3 separate regions of the Ovis aries genome follow, and regions 2 and 3 are each linked to region 1. Evidence: chromatin contacts called from public Hi-C data. All regions are on one chromosome and are shown on one strand. The core of a region is the stretch at or near the end of the contact, and the rest is flanking DNA. Distances in the headings are between cores, read along the strand shown. Region 1 holds the start of LETMD1 (LETM1 domain containing 1). Region 2 overlaps SLC11A2 (solute carrier family 11 member 2). Region 3 holds the start of DAZAP2 (DAZ associated protein 2).

Region 1 (3,432 bases), core at 349-2,848:
TAAAAATGCCTAATGTCTGGTTATTTACCCTATTCCTGTTGCTGAGATCTCAAAACATAGATAGGAGTCCGGTCTTAAATATGTAGTCCTAGAGCCCATTTGTCTTTTGCTTCAGGAAATGTATAGGCACCTGGTGATGAATGGCGCTCATCCCAGGAAGCTGAACAGTAGCCCAACTGTAAATGCCTAGACTGAAGCCCATCCATTTCCTGCCTCACATAAGTCCTACCAACCTCTCCAAATCCTTCTCACTGGAATCCATCTTGGCTGGGTGATGCATGTGCCACCAGAAAGGACCCTTAGAATAATCTGCCAGAGACAACCAGAAAACTAACTCCATCATCATAAAACCTGAGGCTGAGCCAAGTGGCAGAGCAGTTCTGGGTTCCCTTACCCTGCTGCTCTCTGTCCAGACGCCCTTACCTAATAAAGTATCTTGCTTTGTCAGCGTATGTATCTCCTCATACAATTCATTTCCGATTATTAGATGAAAACCCACTCTCTGCTCCTAGCTGGGGTTCCCCTTTCCTGCAACATCACTTCTGGCAATCCCTCACAATTTCAGGGATTAATGAATGTAGTCAAACATGTTTATTGGGCAACTACTAATGCGGGAGACCCAGGTTCCATCCCCGGGTCGGGAAGATCCTCTGGTGAAGGAAATGGCAACCCACTCCAGTACTCTTGCCTGGAAAATTGCATGGACGGAGGAGACTGGTAGGCTACAGTCCAAGGGATCGCAAAGAGTCGGACACGACTGAGCGACTTCACTTCAGGCGACAGGCATGACATCTAGCGGTGGCGGTACAGTACAACAGTAACTAAGGCAAGAAGGTGCTTGTCCTCAGGCTGGTTCAGGCACCTGGTCAAAAGAAACAAACGTATAAACGATGTGGTTAAATGCTATAAAGAAATTACGGGGGGTAATGGGAGAAAATGCATGTCCTTCTGGTCAGAGCCAGCCTCTCACAAAAGTGCCATTAAGGTTGAGACTCAAGCTTGGTCTTCAGGAGGCACTTAATGAAAGACATTATTCCCACAGACCTACTTTGAAAAAAGCCCACAAAAGGGAACGCCGTAAGTGGTCCACGCAGGGGCCGCTCCCAGACCGCCAACCTTCGCGGCCAGACCTTGACTGGCACTAGAGGGCGCCGGGGGTCCTCCCAGGACCAAGGAGGAGCCGTGGCCAGAGGCCGCGCCTAACTGACCTCTGGCACCTGCCGCGCCAAAGCCCCAAAGCCTGGCGCCACGCGGACAGAAAACAAGGGCGACGGTGCCAGGAAACCTATAGGCCCTAGAGCTGCTCCAGGGGTCACCAGACCCTCCAAGAGCGAACTTCGCAGAACCACATCCCAACCAAGGGCAGATACTCCCTCGCTCCCTCTGGGATAGCCCGGTTCCGGCGCCTCTAAACCAGGAAGTGCTGGTGGCATCCAATCCCAAACCTCCTTCCGCTCTTAGCCTTCGCGTCCACGGCTCGCCGCGGGGGCGCGCGAGGAGAGCGGCCTATGGTTACCAATGAGCTCTCAGGAAAGGCGCATGCGTCGGCGAAGGAACGCAACGTTCAGGAACTTTGACCTGAAGACGACTTTTCCCTGTCTGCCCCTCCCTCGCTGTGAAGATGGCGCTGTCCAGAGTGTGTTGGGCTCGGGCTGCTTTGTGGGGTTCGGCGGTGCCCCCTGGACTATATGTCGTCCGAAGGCTGCAGTTTGTTCGCTCTGGCCTGACCTGGGGGGCCCCTCGGTGAGGGACTTGGAGAGAGAAAAACATTTTTGACGTTCAGGCCCTGCCAGTGTCTCAATATTGTTTGCATGCTGTCTTAATTCTCAGGGCTCCACGCCCTGGCCCCTGGATTTCTATTCTGCTAAGAAGTCGCACTCGTATCCCTGCTAGAGACCTGGCTTCCTGACCCTCTCAGTTCTCAGCGCCGCGTGTTGCCTGAATTCTCCACGTGTCCTGAGCCGACCTTTTTCGGCTCAAGATTTTTCTGCTGCTTACCTGGATCTCACCTCTCTGGCTTTAGCCTGCTGCCCAAATTGTCCCTCAGGCCTTCTGCTTTCTCCAGGCTCACCACTCCCCCGATATTCATTCTTGTCTGGCCTCTTATCTGCCTTATCTGTTTTTCTCAGTCTAATTGCTTATCTCTCCGTGATCTCAAGATCTTCCTTGGATTTCAGAAGTTTCAGGTCTTAGCATAAATTCTCTGAAGCCTGTGTTTTACGTTTACGGACCCCTGCGGAGAAGCACGGAGAAGGCAATGGCACCCCACTCCAGTACTCTTGCCTGGAAAATCCCATGGATGGAGGAGCCGGGAAGGCTGCAGTCCATGGGGTCGCTGAGGGTTGGACACAGCTGAGCGACTTCACTTTCACTTTTCACTTTCATGCATTGGAGAAGGAAATGGCAATCCACTCCAGTGTTCTTGCCTGGAGAATCCCAGGGACGGGGGAGCCTGGTGGGCTGCCGTCTCTAGGGTCGCACAGAGTCGGACACGACTGAAGTGACTTAGCAGCAGCAGCAGAGAAGCAGGTTCCAGGGCTGGTTCCCAGATAGTCTCTTTCATCTTCCTTGTAGGTCTTCAAAGCTTCATCTTTCTCCAAAGGCAGATGTGAAGAGCTTGATCTCTTATGTGGTGACCAAGACAAAAGTGATTAACGGGAAATACCATCGTTTCTTGGGTCGTCATTTCCCCCGCTTCTATGTCCTGTATACAATCTTCATGAAAGGTAAAGACAAAACTAAAATAAAAATCCATTGGATCAGCTCTTGGGCAGTGTCAGGGAGAATAAGTAAGATCATTTCCGGCTCTGCATGGGGGTGTGAGCTGGTGTGTCTTGTGTTTCATAAATGCTTGAGCATTAAACTACTTCTTACAAGTTAGAGCTTCTTGAGGATGTTTCTAGAAGGGTAATATGAGAAACAACTTCTCACAACACCTAGGAGGAATATAGGTATTTTTGCACTTTGCTTAACCAGACGTCTGCCTATAATAGAAATTATTTGTCATGCACAAGGCAGAGATCCATAGCTGCACAGACCTGCCCTGTGATTTATCAGTTCACTTGGCTTGTACGAAAACGTGGTTTAATATTGTCACAGATCTCTCCTCGGTGGCATGTTGTGAAAAGAGCACTGTATGTACTTGGTTTCTGAATGTCTGAGTTAAAATCGGAGCTCTGTTAGTTACTAAGAGATGGTATAATGTCAACCATCCACTCTGAAGCCAGACTGCCTGGGTTCAAATCCCAGCTTGTCACACTGCCTGTGTGATTGGACTTGTTACCTAACCTCTCTGTTCTTTGGTTTTCTCATTTGTAAAATGAGGGTAGTGATAGAACCTACCCATTGACTGCATGGTTATGAAGATTAAACAAATTCTTACATGTAAGCTCCTTAGGACCTGATTCATAGTAAGTACTCAGTAAGTGTAGC
Region 2 (3,432 bases), core at 575-3,074, 140 kb before region 1:
AGGCTTAGAAAAAAAAAACAAGTCATTTCTAAAAGCCTTTGAGATGCCAGAGATTTCATATGCATTCACCATAGACCAAGACTGTGCCTCTTTCTTGCTCTGAATTTTCCCCACACCCACACTAGGCTTGGTACCTAAGGGCAATGCAGAATGCCTCCTGACTCAACGGGATGTGAGTTTCCCCAGCTCCCTCCTCACTTGTAAGCTCTGAAGAACATTCAGGATGTCATTCAACCCTGTTAGATGCTCCACGTCTTGGAAGACGGCCACAAGCAGAGCGGGGATGATGGCAATAGAGCGGGTAAGAATCACTCGGGCAAAGCGTGACCACTTTAGGTTCAGGAATCCCTGGAAGAAAACACAGAAGCAGGATGAATGTCTGGAAGAGGAAACAGAAAAAGGTCTGGGGAGGTTCGGGAAGACCTTAGAGGCACAGAACTAAGAAGGGACAAAAGGGCAATGTCCTCTTCCTCTCGTCTATCCCAGTCACAGCAGCACGTACCTCCATGACAAACTGGCCGGAATAGGTTCCTGTCATGGTGGAGCTCTGCCCCGCAGCCAGGATCCCCACCGCCCAGATGTAGAGAGCGGCAGGCCCGAAGTAACACCCCAGCACAACACCCTGGAGAGGCAAGGGAGAAAGGTCACCTGAGACAACACCCCAAACATATCTTTGATGTCACTTCCCATTCCTGGCTACGCACCCACCTCTACCAAGCAATGTGCTGGCACTGTCCCAGGAGCTAGACTCGGGTCCTGACCTCATTCTAGAGGCTTTCAACCTACATTCTGCTGGATGGGCCCCCATTCCTCCTCAGCCCAGCCCCTTCTCTTCTCTAGGCTCCTAAAGCCTTTATCCTCAGCTCATATGTTAACTATTAAAAAAACGTCTACAACACATTTCCCAAATTATATTCCTTAATACAGTATTCTGGAAGATGGTGATAGAAATGGAGAGAAAACACAAATGAATTCTGGAGATGCCACATACTATATATTCTACTCTTGGAGGTTCACAATGTAACTGGCATAAAAGGGACAGAGAGGCCCCAGTAAAGACCACTTTTCTTTGGACTTTCCTGGTAGTCCAGTGGTTCAGACGTCATGCTCCGAATGCAGGGGGCATGGCATGATCCCTGGTCAGGGAACTAGATCCTACATGCCACACAGCATGGCCTAAATAAATAAATAAAGTCTCCAGGCACACGGCTGAGGGGTTGGGGAGGAGAACAAATATAAAAACAAAAGACCACTTTACTAAGAACACTTTCTTTGATGCCAATTAACCCCTATAACACAAAATGCTATCAACACAAGTTTAAGAATCACGGATACAATTCATCTTTTTAGCTGATCTTATATTTCCCTCCATAATCCAAAAGGCTTGTCTGGCATGGGACCTCTGAATAACAACACTCAACAATCCAGAGAAGATACGCTGAGCTCTCAAGTGAACCCTCAGAAAAGACCAGATACTATGCTAAGAATCTTGATTCAGGGGCAAAGATCAGAAATCTGAACAGGTTTACCCCTTTGTAGATGTCCACAGCCAGTGTTGAGTTATCGTCTGGAAAAAGGTGAGTATGGGGACTGCTGCTGTTTTTACAGACCGCAACCTGGAACCAAAGTAGTTTAGGAACGACTTTTACTTTTGAGGCCAGGACTCAGATTAAGAAGACCTCTCCTACAGCTCACACACAGGTCATCTGAGAGACAGATGCCGAAGGCAAGAAACTGGACATGGGTTCTGATGAGAGCAGAGGCTGGCCGCAAACATGAGAGGACACCCAGAAGAGGGAGCCCTTAGTCAAAGCAGAGACGGGCGTCAGAGGTCCTACGACAGGAAACAAAGGAGTCATCCAAACCAGACTGGCAATCAGGAGTCAAGAGGACAGAGAGTTCAAAGTGACGAAACAGCCTGTCTAGCCACAGATTCTGTTTTCTGTGTGTTGATTCCTCCCAACCTGTCATCACCAGTAGGACTGGCAGGCAGCCAGTTGGTAAACAGGAAGGGAAAGGGGATGAGAAGGAGCCAACAGACGTGAAGCCACTAACAGCAAGAGGCAACCTCTGTCCGAGGAAAACTCCCTTCCCAGTCAAAAGCTGGGAAGGATGGGCTGAGCTGCACCACAGCCCTAGAGTGTAAACCACGACTGGAGCAATGATTTAGTGGGCAGCACTGAGATCTATTTCCCCTGAGCTCTAAGTCACTGTCATGTTTTTCTGGCCCAATCAGCTTTTCTCTTTATCCTCGCATTCACTACTACCCAGGTCCCTGGCTTACTTACCACCTGCTCATTGGTTTTCTCAAAAAATGCTTCGGCAAACACTGAGATGACACACGTGTTGATGATAAAGGAAACAAAGAGAGCGATGCAGGAATCAATGAAGAAGTACTTATTGGCTTCTCGAACTTCCTGCCTTTTGGCTCGGTCTATATGTCTGGACTAGAGAGGTAACAGCAACAGTCATTTTTTTAAAACTGCTGGAACAAGTTACTTGCAATATTCCATGAGTATGGAGTCCACTGAAAGTCCTCAACGGCAAACAACTAATCATATGAAATGTGTGAGATTCCGCTTATATCCTGGTTCACTGAGTAAGAAGTCATGACCCTGTGATGATATCACACACCCCCAAATTGGAAAAAGTGACCAAGTGACTTCTGAGACCTCAGTTACTGTGGCTGGAAGAACCGCTGACCTACAAAAACCTGATTTCAGACCTAAGTGGGAGACAACCTTCATGACAAAAGTCTCTGAAATCTCCCAGCTAATGATTGTGTTGGACTGACTGGTAAAAGCCAGGTTGGGCTTTTTTTCCCTGACCACTAGGAGGCCATTCAGGCTTCTGAGATTTAAAGTTGGGAAACATGGTCCACCTTCAGCATTTTTAGGAGGGACTTTAGTCTCTTCTCTATGAGGTCTGTTATCTCTGGTCACCTTTGTGGTGAAAACAGAGTCCAACTGTGTGGAGGCCAACTGTGGAAAAACATCATGCTCCTTCAGAGTTCTAACAGTCGTAAACTGAGTGTGCATCCCTTGCAATTAAAGGAAAAGGTACCATGAACTACGCAGGCCACTGAGATAAGAATGGTTTTGCTCACCTTGACTAAGGCAGAATGCAGGTAGATGTTGTGTGGCATGACGATGGCGCCAACAATGGCCACAGCCTGCATGATCTGTGGGGTACGACAGTCTGAACAGGACGGCAGGAACATGCCTTGGAGGACCTGGGTCTGGCTGGGTTTCACTGTAACATACTACACACAAACAGAACAGCTATTAGCCTTTATTGGAGCATGAGACTAGGGAGTAACACAGTACTAGAGACACTGCATCTTCACTCCTTAATCCCCTCCATCAACAACTACACAGGAAATGAGGCACACAGAACCACCCAAAAAACCTAAGCAGCACAGCTCAGAGAGTT
Region 3 (3,432 bases), core at 313-2,812, 140 kb after region 1:
TCACTTTCATGCAGTGGAGAAGGAAATGGCAACTCACTCCAGTGTTCTTGCCTGGAGAATCCCAGGGACGGGGGAGCCTGGTGGGCTGCCGTCTATGGGGTCGCACAGAGTCGGACACGACTGAAGCGACTTAGCAGCAGCAGCAGCAGCAGTTGTGATAGGCAGAGTAAAGGGATAAGAACAAAACAAAACCAAACCACTGATTTGGGAACCGGGGTGGGGGTGGGGACCAAGATAACACACCTGACTTTGTAACCTGTTCACTGTGTGACTTAGGGCAAATCTCTCATTTGAAAAACAGAAATGCTTAAACAAGCCCTGCCTGCCACACAGGGCTGTTGTGAAGATCTGTGATGACTCCATAAAATCATGCATATTAATGGTGTCCTGCAAACTGTAATTTGACACTGGAGAGAAAAACAGCGGACTGCTGATGAAGTGAGTACTGGTCTTTTCAGTGGTTTAAGTCATTCAACAGCAAATATGGATCAGGTTGCTAATGTTTACCGAGGGTTTTTCTTTTCAAAGCTTTCTTTTCAGATGCTTTTCTAATGTTCTTCCTACACTACAGAATGTAAACCATGAGAAAATAGCCTTGGGCTGTCTTGTTCAGCTCCATCTCTGTACCTGAACACAGCAAGCGTTCAGCAAATATCTTAAAGAATGGAAGCAATTGTTGCCTTAAAGGATGGCATCTTTGCTCTTAAGAACGATTAAGTTAGAAGAGAAGGGATACACAGAGAAAATACCTATCAGGTACCATACAGGTGTCTGTGACAGGTATCAAAGTAAGGGCCAGGGCATGGGTACTCCTTGGGTACCAAGAACATGCGTTTTAGTGCTAGCTGTTGCAGCGGGGTGGGGCGGGGCACAGCACAGCATACCCTTTCTGTCGGTGAGAAAGCGACACAGAAATAAAACACCGACAGCCTATCGGTAGAATAGAAAGGCAGTGAAGACTTGAGTGAGGGGAACGAGAGATAGATCAAGGGTTGCGAAGCATCTCAGGCAGTTAGGTAAGATTGTAGAAATCTATGTCCCGTGTGTGTGTGTGTGTGTGTGTGTGTGTGTGTGTGTAGGAATCTATGTCCCGTGTGTGTGTGTGTGTGTGTGTTAGTTTCCGGTTCGGTCCATGGGAAATGGCAACCCACTCCAGTATTCTTGCCTGGAGAATCTCATGGACAGAGTCGCACAGAGTCGGACTCGACCGATGAGACTTAGCAAGCATGCATGCCCCTTGTAGAAAGGCTGTCAAGGTGAGGTGACCTTGAGGTGCTGAACGTAGGTGGAAAAAGGTTCCAGAGAATAGTTTAATGTTACTGCCTCCGAGCGTTCAAGAGAGAGAAGATCCCGTTTTGAGACAATACCTGTATTTGGTTTTCCTTCAGCCGAGGGACAAGGGTAGGGGTTGGAGGACCAGACCCGGTGGGCGGGGCCTACGCGAGCGGACGGGATCACGCGGGCCCTCCCTCCTGCAACCGGCGGCCGGGCGAAGGGGCGGGGTTTCCGGTGGCAGCGGCACTCGGGCGTCGGGTGACGCTAGGCGGACAGATCGTCACGTGACACGGAAGTGACTACGAACAGGAAGAGGACGAAAAAAATAACCGTCCGCGACGCCGAGCCGAGCCGGACCCGCAGCCACCATGAACAGCAAAGGCAAGGATAGGGGGTGGCTGAGGCCGCCGGGGGGACTAGTGCTGGCCCGGAACGAGCGGGCCCGGAGCCCAGGGTCACCGAACGCCAGGCCTGGGGCGAGGTGCGCCGCGCTCCTGAGCCAGCTGCAGTGCCCGGGGCTGCGCCAGACACCTTCGTCATTCCCGAACTACGGCCGTTCGCTCCCTCACGGCCCTTTCTCCCTTAAACTCTGTGGCGCAGTTTGGAGCTGCGGACTCGGGTTGGGGGGGGGCTGTTGGGTGGGTGGGTTGGGGGGGTGGGGAGAAGGTTTGTCGTGATGGGCATCTGTAGGAGCAAATGGGGAGCTGGAGGCGAGATTTGGGTAGGCCAATGGAGAACTGGCAGAGGCGGGGCGCCGCGCTCCGGAACCACAGGCAGGCCTCCGGGCTTAACTAGTAAAGTGCCGCTCTGGTGGGCGGGCCAGTCGGGCCCGAAGGGGGTCTCTTCCCCCTTACCCTCGCTGGCGGCCAGAAAGTCTCCCGGTTTCTGTGTCAGAACATTCCCTTCAGCCCCCTCCACGATCTCAGCATTCACTTCCACCACTCACTCTTTTCATTTGGAAGTCGACCTTGAGTAGGAACCTGTGAGGTCGATGACCACAACCACCGTTACTCACGAGGTCTTGGTCAGTTACAACCAGACCTTTGGAGACCACGCAGGACAGGGAGACAGGACACACCGTTGAAATACCGGCTAGAGGGGATGCCCAGAACTGCCCTGCGTTCTGAGAGGATCTTGGGCCCAGCTAGACTTTCCCCTTACAGCAGTCGGCTACTGGATGTCCAGTTGGAATCCAGCTTCTTCAGCTTTAAGGGTGCAACGAGAATGCTTATTTTCTTGGCTCCAGGAATCAGGCCCTCTAGGGCAGTCTGTTTGGAAATCTCTTTTTGCTTATCCCAGCTAGATTAGCTACCCAATATGCCCTGCTTTGTTTTGGTGACTGTATGGTAGACAACATGCTTTTTTTCCCCCCTTGTCTTCCAGGTCAATATCCAACGCAGCCAACTTACCCTGTGCAGCCTCCTGGGAACCCTGTGTACCCTCAGACCTTGCATCTTCCTCAGGCTCCACCCTATACTGATGCTCCACCTGCCTACTCAGAGGTGCTTCCAGTTAACTTAATAATGGAATACTCTTGGATCATGTTTTCGGTCCTTGGCCAAGTCTGGCTCCACACATTTATTTACTTTCCACAAACAGAAGAGAGTGCTCACATGAATCATCTTAAAACGTGACATAGTTCAGCCATTTCTTTTGGGTTTGAGAAGGCATTATCTGATTGTTTTATGTTATTTGGCACTGGCTGAAGTTAAGAAGATGAGTTTGCATTCCCTGAGCCTAACATTAGCTATAGCAGGAAGTGATCCAGGAGAATATTGAGTGGCAGTGGAAAGGCAACTTGTGTAACTCAAAGAGTGTAATCTGCACAAGGAGAATTAAGACTTGACTCATTAAATTGAGATCTGAAATAGGAATGTCATGAAGTAACTTATTGCCTTCTCTTCTGCCTCTTCTAGCTCTATCGTCCGAGCTTTGTGCACCCGGGGGCTGCCACCGTCCCCACCATGTCAGCTGCATTTCCTGGCGCCTCACTGTATCTTCCCATGGCCCAGTCTGTGGCTGTTGGACCTTTAGGTTCCACAATCCCCATGGCTTATTATCCAGTTGGTCCCATCTATCCACCTGGTTCAACAGTGCTGGTGGAAGGAGGGTATGATACAGGGGCCAGATTTGGAGCTGGCGCTACTGCCGGAAACA

What was found. A called contact is a pair of places that touch in the nucleus more often than the background predicts.
Region 2: a Hi-C map of liver shows a contact between it and region 1, with 6 times the contacts expected there. The contact joins the enhancer-like site here to the promoter of LETMD1 in region 1. A contact is called at or near these places in 7 of 16 Hi-C or Micro-C datasets (hypothalamus, liver, mixed tissues and 3 more).
Region 3: a Hi-C map of liver shows a contact between it and region 1, with 2.2 times the contacts expected there. The contact joins the promoter of DAZAP2 here to the promoter of LETMD1 in region 1.

What each region holds. Positions count from the first base shown.
Region 1 is chr3:135,127,810-135,131,241 of ARS-UI_Ramb_v3.0, reverse strand. LETMD1 (LETM1 domain containing 1) reads left to right here and starts at 1,598. Exons shown (of 9, transcript XM_012174274.5): 1 at 1,598-1,743; 2 at 2,575-2,726. The coding sequence starts at 1,622. It overlaps LOC105610932 (a long non-coding RNA gene), which reads right to left and starts at 1,425. Exons shown (of 2, transcript XR_001039124.4): 1 at 1,049-1,425; 2 at 1-862.
Region 2 is chr3:135,264,528-135,267,959 of ARS-UI_Ramb_v3.0, reverse strand. All of the region lies in intron 17 of SLC11A2 (solute carrier family 11 member 2), which reads right to left. It overlaps LOC101116975 (natural resistance-associated macrophage protein 2-like), which reads right to left. Exons shown (of 18, transcript XR_009599903.1): 9 at 3,107-3,262; 10 at 2,289-2,447; 11 at 1,530-1,616; 12 at 503-622; 13 at 199-348. Among named protein-coding and RNA genes, the nearest start is that of SLC11A2, 110 kb to the right of the region's middle. Within about 2 kb of position 1,824, at least 23 of the 54 cell types and tissues checked have an H3K27ac peak or open chromatin away from gene starts, as enhancers often do. A contact at or near this core is called in hypothalamus, liver and tail adipose tissue, where this site is marked.
Region 3 is chr3:134,990,163-134,993,594 of ARS-UI_Ramb_v3.0, reverse strand. DAZAP2 (DAZ associated protein 2) reads left to right here and starts at 1,562. Exons shown (of 4, transcript XM_012174256.3): 1 at 1,562-1,656; 2 at 2,659-2,777; 3 at 3,192-3,432. The coding sequence starts at 1,644.